Regions from separate parts of the Mus musculus genome. Here region 2 is linked to region 1. Evidence: chromatin contacts called from public HiChIP or PLAC-seq data. All regions are on one chromosome and are shown on one strand. The core of a region is the stretch at or near the end of the contact, and the rest is flanking DNA. Distances in the headings are between cores, read along the strand shown. Region 1 overlaps Itga2 (integrin alpha 2). Region 2 holds the start of Itga2 (integrin alpha 2).

The links. HiChIP or PLAC-seq counts read pairs in DNA pulled down with a chosen protein or histone mark.
Region 2: a contact with region 1 is called in a BATF HiChIP or PLAC-seq map of CD8 T cells, with 17 read pairs. The contact joins the promoter of Itga2 here to the enhancer-like site in region 1. A contact is called at or near these places in 4 of 39 promoter capture datasets (HPC-7-derived erythroid cells, liver, maxillary cranial neural crest and 1 more), 1 of 15 datasets of contacts at CTCF or cohesin (CD8 T cells), 6 of 484 Hi-C or Micro-C datasets (CD8 T cells, Th1 cells, natural killer cells and 2 more), 4 of 115 datasets of contacts at active chromatin or transcription factors (CD8 T cells, bone marrow-derived macrophages, memory CD8 T cells and 1 more) and 3 of 9 other capture datasets (adipose tissue, embryonic stem cells and liver).

Annotation. Positions count from the first base shown.
Region 1 is chr13:114,877,399-114,882,362 of GRCm38.p6, forward strand. Itga2 (integrin alpha 2) reads right to left here. Exons shown (of 30, transcript NM_008396.3): 5 at 3,533-3,647; 6 at 3,151-3,278; 7 at 223-371. Among named protein-coding and RNA genes, the nearest start is that of Gm34845, 44 kb to the right of the region's middle. Within about 2 kb of position 1,468, at least 15 of the 459 cell types and tissues checked have an H3K27ac peak or open chromatin away from gene starts, as enhancers often do. A contact at or near this core is called in CD8 T cells, Th1 cells and memory CD8 T cells, where this site is marked.
Region 2 is chr13:114,930,699-114,935,729 of GRCm38.p6, forward strand. It overlaps Itga2 (integrin alpha 2), which reads right to left and starts at 1,402. Exons shown (of 30, transcript NM_008396.3): 1 at 1,178-1,402. The coding sequence starts at 1,235.

The sequences.
Region 1 (4,964 bases), core at 218-2,717:
TGCAATTCATGTCAAAAAATCATATAAAACCATTCCATCTCTGGCAGTCCCATGACTGTGGTGTGTAGCCTGATTTCCTCTGGGTCCTGTCAAGGGGAGCCGATCAGAAAGCTCAGACTTGGTTCCACCCTTGTCACTCTTCTTTTGCCCTTTCCGTTTTCTTTTCTTTCTATTTGTCCTTCCACGTTGTCAAAGCTTTTACCTGATAGCAGCAAAACTTACCTTGCGAATTCGATAGCTCTGAAGGTGTTTGTGAGGTCCCCACCATGTTGGCGCGTCTCAGATGTGGCCTGGACCATATCCTCTTTGGTTTCGAAATCGTTCAAGTTAAATATAATTCTCGGCTCATTGGCATATTGAATTAACGCCACCTGGAAAAGAGCAGAAGTTTATGACTGTAATTAGCTTATAAACATCTCATACTTAACCAATATAATAAGAACTCAAGGTGAGTTTCGATGTGAGCCAATAGCTTAAAGGAACTCATTTCAATTCTGAGCTTGACAATTATTCCTCTTTCTGTGGAATGAGCTTTGTTCAAGGCCATGAGTGTGTGACAGGAGCATGACTACCAAGCAAGATAATCTGTTACAGTTTACACTTTTGGTTCAAAAGTAACTATAGATTCTTAAAGCACTTCCTTAGTGTACTTAATGCAAATGAATATTAGGCTCAGGTTTCTAACACAAATATTAAAACATATACAAATAAATAAGATCTCTCGTTATCAATGGGTAGAACCTTGAAGACAGCTATAAGTAATCGGAGGTGGAGACTAGCACCTCCTTAGTTGAGAGTAGTTATGTAACAGAGTCGGAGTTGAATTGAAGAGAACCTCACACACCCCTAAGCAATGTACTCTATTTGATTGATGATGGTTGGAGTTCCCTTACTGTGGGTTTGAGCATTGTCAGAGCAAGGGTGTTGGATGCACATATGGGGCAAGGAACTTCTGACCTTTAGAGGATCCAGCATCAGAAAGAAACTTACTTGAGAGAGCTAACAGAAAGATAAACTTCTGAGCAGGATGTTTGGGGGAGGAGCATAGTCTAATCCTTTAGTTTAAGAAACGTACATATTTCTATCAATAAGCCTGTTCCTGAGCATTGAAAGTATTCTCCCAGCCTAGGAGATGTGTAACCAGGAAATAGGAATGAGGGGCAAGAGGCTCTCTAAGAGACACAAGAGTCTCTGAGGTAAGGATATCAGGGCGTGGAAGGACAGCCCTTGATTGTTGAGTCCAGTCTGTAGCATTGCCTGGGAGGTGGTATGACAGCCACGGGGGGGGGGGGGGGGACGGAGACATGAGAAACACGCTGATCATCCTGGGCATCTTTCTTTAAGAGAAGATGTGCAAGCAATTCAAAAGTGACTGATGATGTCAGCCGCATGTGATCCTCAGGACGCAGCCGAGGCCTGAGTGTCAGGAGAGGAGGGTTTATGACGTATGTGCTTGAGTGGAGAGACAACTCAGCTTCCTCTAGGCAAGGGGACAATGGAGGGTGGCAGGAAGATGAATCTGAGAATAGTCCTGAAACCTGGCGACTGTCGAATCAGCTGTGACAGGTGTGATAACTGACTCATAGGCAGAAGAAACAGACAAGCGTGAAAGCTCTGTACTTCAGGAGATCTAAAGGCGCTGTTCTCCAGAAACCAGTGTGATATGTAGTCTTCATAACTAGAAGTTTCTAGTGAAACTAGTGGAATTTCCATGGTCTCCGAAAGCAGTTTGCTCACTCCCCTGGCATAGAAAAGCAATGCCCTTTTTAAAAATAATACCTTAAAGGGAACCAGAAAAGTGAATTTTCACTAAAGATATCTTCAAAGAATAAGGAAAACTGTTGCAATAGCTGTGACTAGGTGTGAGGTTTCAGCCTATCAGATGCCAGTGAACTGCTCTCCGGGGATGCTGCTGCTCGGCCAGAAGGACCTATGAGTAGTAGATTGAGTCAGACACCGGAAAAAGAGAAGAGGATGGTGATGGTGATGGTGGTGGTGATGGTGGTGGTGATGATGATGATGATAGTGAAGAAAAAACAACTCAAGATATCTAGGAATTACCCCTCTCTGTTCTCTCTCCTTCCCTCCCCTACACTCTCCTTCCTTCTAGGTTTCGCTCTGTTGTCCAGGCCAGTTTCAGAATCTTGGGCTCCAGAAATGCTCCTGCATTTATTTAGTGAGTAGCTGTTATTTTTTTTTAAAGTGTGTACTATTTAGTCTTGGGAAATTATGAAACTTTTGTGCCTGAGTTTTAGGTCCATACATCAAGAAGATATAATAGCATCCAATTAGAGACTTCTGAAAACATATAAAACAGTTTCAAATTATTGAAAATACTTGCTCCTATGTTAAAATACAAAGCAAATTAGCCTAGATTATAAACTAAAGGCTATAAACTAATGTTAGAATTATGTTTACTGAATTATTGTTAAATTTCACACAATTCACGTAATTTTTTTTTACCAGAAAGGTGTAAATAAGAATTCACTATTGGTCAAAATAGGTATTAAGAAAAAATATGTGTCCAATTTAAAAAGTTATTATTTTTTATTTATTTGTGTATATATATATATATATGTGTGTGTGTGTGTGTGTGTATGTGTGTGTGTATATATATGTATATATGTATATATATATATATATATATATATATATATATATATATATATTCACATGTATGTGAGTTTATGTGCACCATGTATGCACAGGTGTCAGTGGAGGACAAAGGACCTTGAACCTCCTGGGACTGGAACTGTAGTCTGGGAACTAAACCTGGTTCCTTTGCAAGAGCAGGATGTATTCTTAACCTCCAAGTCATCTCTCTATTCCCTTAAAATGTATTATTAATTACCTCATGGGTTAAAAAATTTTAAAAAGCAGTTTTGAAAGAGACTTAAATGCTATACACCATTTTTAATGCCTCTGTCAAAAATAAAACTATAAAATTAACAACATTGAACCAAGTCATATAGGTAGAATACTGACCTTAGAAATATATAGTTCAATTAATTTTCCAGGTTACCATTACATTCATTTAATATGAATATTTTGCCAAATGAAAATTTAAAACTTCATATCTAACATTATTTTCTCCAAAAGCAAGCTGTGAGCTTGTTTGTTTGTTTGTTTGTTTGTTTTTGATGTCCTTACCTGTGTCTTTTTAGGTCCTATATCCAGGCCTGTCACAAACTTTACCAAAAAGTTCTTTACTGCTTCCCAAGGATAAATACTGTTTGATTCATCACATACAACTACAACATCCACGAGGGAAGGGCAAGCTGTGCAGAAAGAGATGACAAAAACACATTGTTTTCAAAGATAAGTCAAATGTCACAATCACATAAACTTCAGACTCACAGAGAGGTTGAGTGGGACTCCCCCTTTGACTCTAACCCCTCTCCCTTTGACTGTAACCCCTCGCACTTTGACTGGAACTCCTCCCCCTTTGACTGTAATCCCTCCCCTTTGACTGTAGCCCCTCCCTCTTTGACTCTAAGACATTGCTCAGATCTCTTTGACATTCATGACTTACCCTGAACTGCAGGTGAAAAGCTGGTCAAGAACTGAAAGTCTGGACTAACATCAGAACAGATCCCAGTTGCATAATACTGATTTCCACACTGATGTGCCCAGAGAGGACCACAGGTCTTCAAAGAAAGGAGAAAATAATATACACACAGGCAATGTAACTTTCTACCTCTACTTTTATGGAATTAAGACACCATACTTTCCCAAGATTCACCAAATATATAAGTGTGTGTGTGTGTGTGTGTGTGCATTTGACCTGTATACACTTTTGTCTATTACTTTTGTGCCCAGTGCCTTGGAGGCCTGAAGACAATGTTGGGTGCTGGGAATTGGGCCCAGGTCCTCTGAAAAGGCAGCCAGTGATCTTCACTGATGAGACATCTCTCTAGCACCTGATTTGTCAACTGTTAAAACTAGTGAGTCAAAAATGCATTTGAATGACTGGAAAGATGGCTCAGTGGTTAAGAGCGCTGGCTGTCTTTCTAGAGGACCTAGCTTCAATTCCTATTCCCCACGTTGTAGCTCACAACTGTCTATAACTCCAGTCTTAGGACATCTGACACCTTCTTTTGGGTTCTATGGGCACTACTGGCATGCACCTGGTGAGCAGACATACACATTCTTGTGGTTGAAACAACAACAACAACAAAAAACCCTCTCCTCTCAAAAAAAATCTTCTTAAAATGCTTTTGAAGGAGCATCTTCTGGGAAGGCTGAGAGGACAGGAGAGGGCATCAGCTGTGCTCCCACGTGATGGGACCATTGAGGGTAACTTTCAATGGACAGAGAGACCATGGGGTCCCTCACCAAACTACGTCTAGAAATGCCTCTCAAGGAGAGTGAACGCAGAGTGGGCATTTTGTCTCTTAGATATGTGGGTCTTACACGGCTCATTTATAAAATGAAGGTGATCGTGCTGTTTTTGCTTGTAAGCTTGTTGTGATTATCGATGTTTGAAGATCATAACCATAAAATACTCAGAAGTCAGGAGAAGAGCAAGTGTTGTGCCTGCACGTCACCAGGCTTGTTTGAGCATCAAGTGTCCTCTTGACCACTCGTTTTTTAACAGGAACCCAAACCCCAGCAACCTCTAAGGACAAACATCCTCAAGCCTGCCTGAGCTGTGTATAGACAGCATGGCAAACAAAGAACACACTTCTTGCATTCAGGGGTGGGCCACTGTGTCCCTGCTCACCCAGTGTTTCAAAACCATTTCCCCCTGAGATTATAAAGGCAAACTTTGAGTAAAACCCTGTGCTTGTAAAGTATATTAACACACTAAACAACACCAGTGAGGTTGTGCACTGCTGCCTTTTAGCCTTGCTATCAGCTATTTCTTCACTTTGAGCTCCAAGGTCCCTTATTTCCACTTTCTATTTATTAAGCTAGCAAAGGAGGCTGGTATTTATTTCCTTGCTCAAAACGTACCTATTCTA
Region 2 (5,031 bases), core at 152-2,651, 53 kb after region 1:
AGAAAGATGAACCTCAGAGAAGCACAGATTAAGGAATGCTTTCTGCTGGGGCGTGGTGGCGCACACCTTTAATCCCAGCACTTGGGGGGCAAAGGCAGGCGGATTTCTGAGTTCGAGGCCAGCCTGGTCTACAAAGTGAGTTCCAGGACAACCAGGGCTAGACAGAGAAACCCTGTCTAGAAAAAAAAAAAAAAAAAAAAGGAATACTTTCCTTCTTTGTAAAAATTAAGTGACATCCAGTGACCACTTTGCTATTTTGTTAGCTGTTTAATGCAATCCCCCCCACACACACACCGTCCCCTCCCATCTCCCCTCAACTACCTTAAAATCCTTCATCTTGGGCATGACCAGGCTGTGGATAAAGGTGGAGAGAAAGTTCTCCTGAGCCTCTCAGCAGCCTGCCTTCCCCACTCTCCTTCCTTACTTAATGCAAAGGAAGTCAGGTCAGGCAGCCTGGCACCAGTCTCAGCTAATCCCCTTGCCTTGTGGATCAAGAGAGTGGAGAGAACCAGCCTAAATTTACTTTCTTTGAAGGACATTACAACAATAAAAGGAAGGCAGGAGGGAAGGAAGAGTGCCCCCTCTGCCTAGTTGATTGGCTTTTCTTCCTCCTATGGAAAGAAACACCAGTGCTCCTTCCTGAAATAAGAATAGGGGGCATTGTGCGCGCGGGGTGAAAAATACACATCAAAGTTTCCTGCAAAGCCACCCTTTGAGAGCTGCATGCTGCAGCCCAGAGCTGGATCCCCGGTTCCTGGTTCAGAGCTAGTTCAGCACCTGCTGGGGATCCGCGGGAAGCTGGGAGGCTGGATGCGTGGTCTGCTGGCCACCCACAAACGCTCCAAATCTGTGGGTGTGAGAACATCTCTAAACCCAAACCTCTTAGAAAGATGACTTTGAAGGATGCTTGATCGGGTGAAACACGTCTTAATGAGGATGTGGGGTGTGTGTGTGTGTGTGTGTGTGTGTGTGTGTGTGTGTGTGTGTCTGTGTGTCTGTGTCTGTCTGTCTGTCCTGTTTGTTCAAGTGGCTCCACGAAGCCTGGATCCCGAGTCCACATAGATGCAGAGCAGACATCGCCAGCTCCAGAGCAGCACTCGATCCCTCCCTGGTCTTCTAGGACCAAAGCGGGTCTCTCCAGCCTCGGACGCGGACGCGCAGTGGAGTTCAGACTTACCTTGAACTAGCATTAGCAGCCGCAGCAGGAGCGCGCCCCCTGCCTGTCCCGGTCCCATCTTGGGTCTGCGCTGGGGAATCTAAAGTGCTCTGGGGGTGCACACAGTATCCTCGATCCAGGGCTCCCAGAGGCTAGACTTTCCAGAAACTGTACGGAGGAGTTCTCTCCAGCCTGAATGAGAGCAAGGAAAAGTTGCTTGCAGCTTCTGAGCTAGGAACCGCCCCTGCCTGCCCCTCCAGCCTGGGCAAACTCCGGATCTGTCCTGCCACGCCCCACGGAGCCCAGCCCCTCAGCGTCTGTGGCTCCTCCAGCGCTCTGAAAAAGGAGTCAAGATCCATGGACGCCCACGGAGCCCTCGGCATCTTACAGACAGTGCGGACGCGACTCCAGCCCGGTGGCTTTTTCCTACCTGTACCAAACTGTTCTAGCTCACCAGACCCAAGAGCTCAGGATCCACCCACAACCAACATCTCTTCGTCCTCTGTCCACAGGAAACTAACTCCTAGGCAGTTCCCTCCACCCCCCAACGCAGTTGTATCAAGCCATAGCCCTCAATAACTCAGAAGAAGAGCCAGGGGACCTGAACAGTGTGTGCCCTTCTCTGCTTTTCCTGAGTGGGTGGAGAAAGGGACAGAAATAAGCTCGGAATGACCAGGTTCGACACTAAGTCATCAGAAAGAGCTGCTCTCAAGCTATGATTATCCCTGAGGTACTATTTTTGCACCACAGAGGGGTGTGAGGGAGAGAGAGGGGGGTGGGGATTGTTCATTTCTGAGACGATGAGGAGTTGGATCACTGAGTTTACCTGATTTATTTCAGGACAGGTGAGAAGAGTTGACAGGGGCTCAAATGCAGTGGGTCTCAACCTTTCTAGTGCCGCGACCCTTCAACACAGTTCTTTATGTTGTGGTGACCTCAACATTATTATCGTTTAAAATTATTATCGTTGCTACTTCTCTGATTCTGAATTGTTATGTAACATCTGTGTTTCCCAATATCTTAGGGTACACCGATGGAAGGGGGGTCGCAACCCACGGGTTGAGAATCTCTCCTCCTGAGCTCGTGCCTTGCCATTTCCCAAACTTTCCGATTCTGGAAAGACAGCATTCATCTGGGTCTTTCACTTTTGAATCCAAGAAATAGAACATGCACTTTTAATCGTCTTTAAACCCAATATCCGTAGAAGCTCAGCCGCAGGTTCCTGCCCATTGATGAGGCTAGAATTATTCCAGTGCCTACTTTCTGAAGCACTCAAAAGGTTTTGTAAAATAAAGAATTGCTTGTCTAATGGCTATTGCTCATTCAAAATCTCTTGGGAGCAGGCCTCTGAGCAAGAAGGGACTCCCCAGGTCCATAGAGCAAGCGAGCAACTTCCAGGTGGGACAGACGTAGCCACTTGGGAAAAGCCAAACGCTTTAAACCTATTTATAAAACGGTAGGTAGAACTGGAACCTCTACTTCTTTGTGTGTGTGCATATGTGTGCAGGTTTATGTGTGCTGATGTGTGTGTTTGTGTAGACACACATGTATGCCCGCCAGGGGACAAACCTAAGTGTTATTCCCTACAACCATCCACCTTTTGTGTTGCGATAGTCTATCACCGGATTGGATCTTGCCAAATAGGCTAGACTGGATGACCAGCTAGACTCATGACGGTACCAAGTTGGAGCTCACCGGCCGCTAGAACTTATGATTAATGTCCTATATTCAGCACCCTCGAACCTCATAGCCCCCAGGCTGCCTCACTCACCCACTATTTCTTTACTTATACACCCTAAAAGACACTTCTGACCTTCGGTGCTCTGAGTGCTTAGTAAGACCAGAGAGCTCTGAGGTGACTGCTCACTAACCCTGACACACAGCCGGGCAGCTCAGACTCCTGGTAGGAAGCCTGCCAGGTTTCAAGGAGATGACTATCTGCCTGTTCCCTTCTGACTCACTGAAATGTGAGTTCTGTTTGCAGCAGACTCTTGTTTGGGAAGCAGGGTGGCTCTTCGTAATGTGTTTTGACTGAGTTGGTGAGAAGGAAGCATATCTTTTGGGGGCGTGTTGCTCTTAGAACAGGATAAATGAGCACCATACTGCTATTGGACACAGGTCAGATAAGGGGCTGTAGAGTTTCTTTCAGAGCAGGCAAAAATGTTAGGAAACAAAGAGCAAATTTGTGGGTTACAATATTTAACTAGCATGAAGGAGCTGAAAGAAAATAATTTTGGCAGTCTTACCTAACACATACCTTGCCTGGGTTAGTTAGTTTGGAAACCACATCCCCGTCAGGAAATAGGCAAGGGCTGGGCTTTCCCACTGTAGCCTCAGGTCCTTTTTATGCCATTCAAACTATTAAAGAACTTTTAAAAATTACATTTACCATATAAAATATTAAAACAGAGAATTTTCAGATATTTGTGTATTAATTTTTAATACCAGAAACTATTACATATTTGCAGAAATGTCATATATTTAAGAAAATATTTTTTCATTGTAAATCAAAAGAATGGCATTGCTCTATATTTTTGTTAATTATTCTAATATCTGTCTTTTTAAAAAGACATGTTAATTCTCATATCTGGCTCAGCATGTGACCCTGTTGTTGCATGTCCTTTGAGTTAAATCATAAGGCTTAATGTATTGTAACACAGAACTATATAGTCTCTAAACCTGTGATGATTTTACATAATCCTCTAAAATTGTATAAAAATTTAATAAGCAGTATTTTCCCCCCAATGGTCCTTAGTTCTTGACTTCTTGCTAACTCATACACTATCACTTGGTTCCTGGTTTGTTGGAGCAGTTAAACAGAGAATGCTTGCCACAGTAACGTCTGTCAATGTGGACGGCCATAAAAACCCCAGCTCCACACTCATCAAAGGATGCTCTTGATAAAGGTGATCATGTTTGCCATTTTCGTCCATTCTCCAGCATTTCAGTTTACCCCTCTTTGTCTGCTGCTTATTCTTCCTAGGACTGGTGTAAGACTCAGGAAATCTCAGCACAGAATGCAGGGTGAGTTCCTTTTGAGTGCAGTCTGATGTACACCCATCTCCCAGCTGGTTACCAGCAAAGACCAGCCTTTGCTCATCAGGGGGGATCCCTTCCATATCCTGGATCTTGCCCTTTCCATATTGTGTAGTGTCAGAGACTTCAGTCTTGAGACCAACGATCTTCCCAGTAAAAGGTTTTGTGTGAAATCTTCATCTTGGCAGGGAGGTTCCATTGCGGATGGAGGATTAGAAAAAGGAAACTCAGTTTCTTTAAAACTAGTTAAGAAATCTGAACACACATCAAGGCCTCTTCATATTCTGCAGCATTGAAGTTCACTGGTCCCTTGCTTCCCTCCACGCTGATTACCATCACTCAATATTTGTCTTATGATGTCAGTGGCAAAGGCGACTGACCGCTCAGTATTATTGTGAACGTAATTTTGCCGTCACTGAGCACTTGGACGGGTCTTTGGATCTGAAACTGATGGTGGATGGAAGAGGCTTTCCTAGGTCTTCTCTTCTCTCAAAGCTGGACCAGAATTTGTTGGATGAGGGAGAGAGGAGCCAGAAGCAGTTCCCCATGTTCCTTTCTGACATCCTTTCTCTTCTAAGTCACCTTGCTTATTTCATACAATACAACCACCATTCTAGAAACCTCTCTCCTTCTCTTCCTCAGGGCTACCACTAGGACACCTTATTACCAAACCAGCTCTGTACACCCTGTGCCATGAGCCCTGTTGCTTGTAAGATTTCTTATCAGATGACAGTTTGAATCAATATGGCCCCCACAGGCTCATATATCTGAGTGCTTAGTCACCAGGGAGTGGAAACTGTCTGAGGTTAGAAGGATTAGGAGGTGTTGCCTTGTTGGTG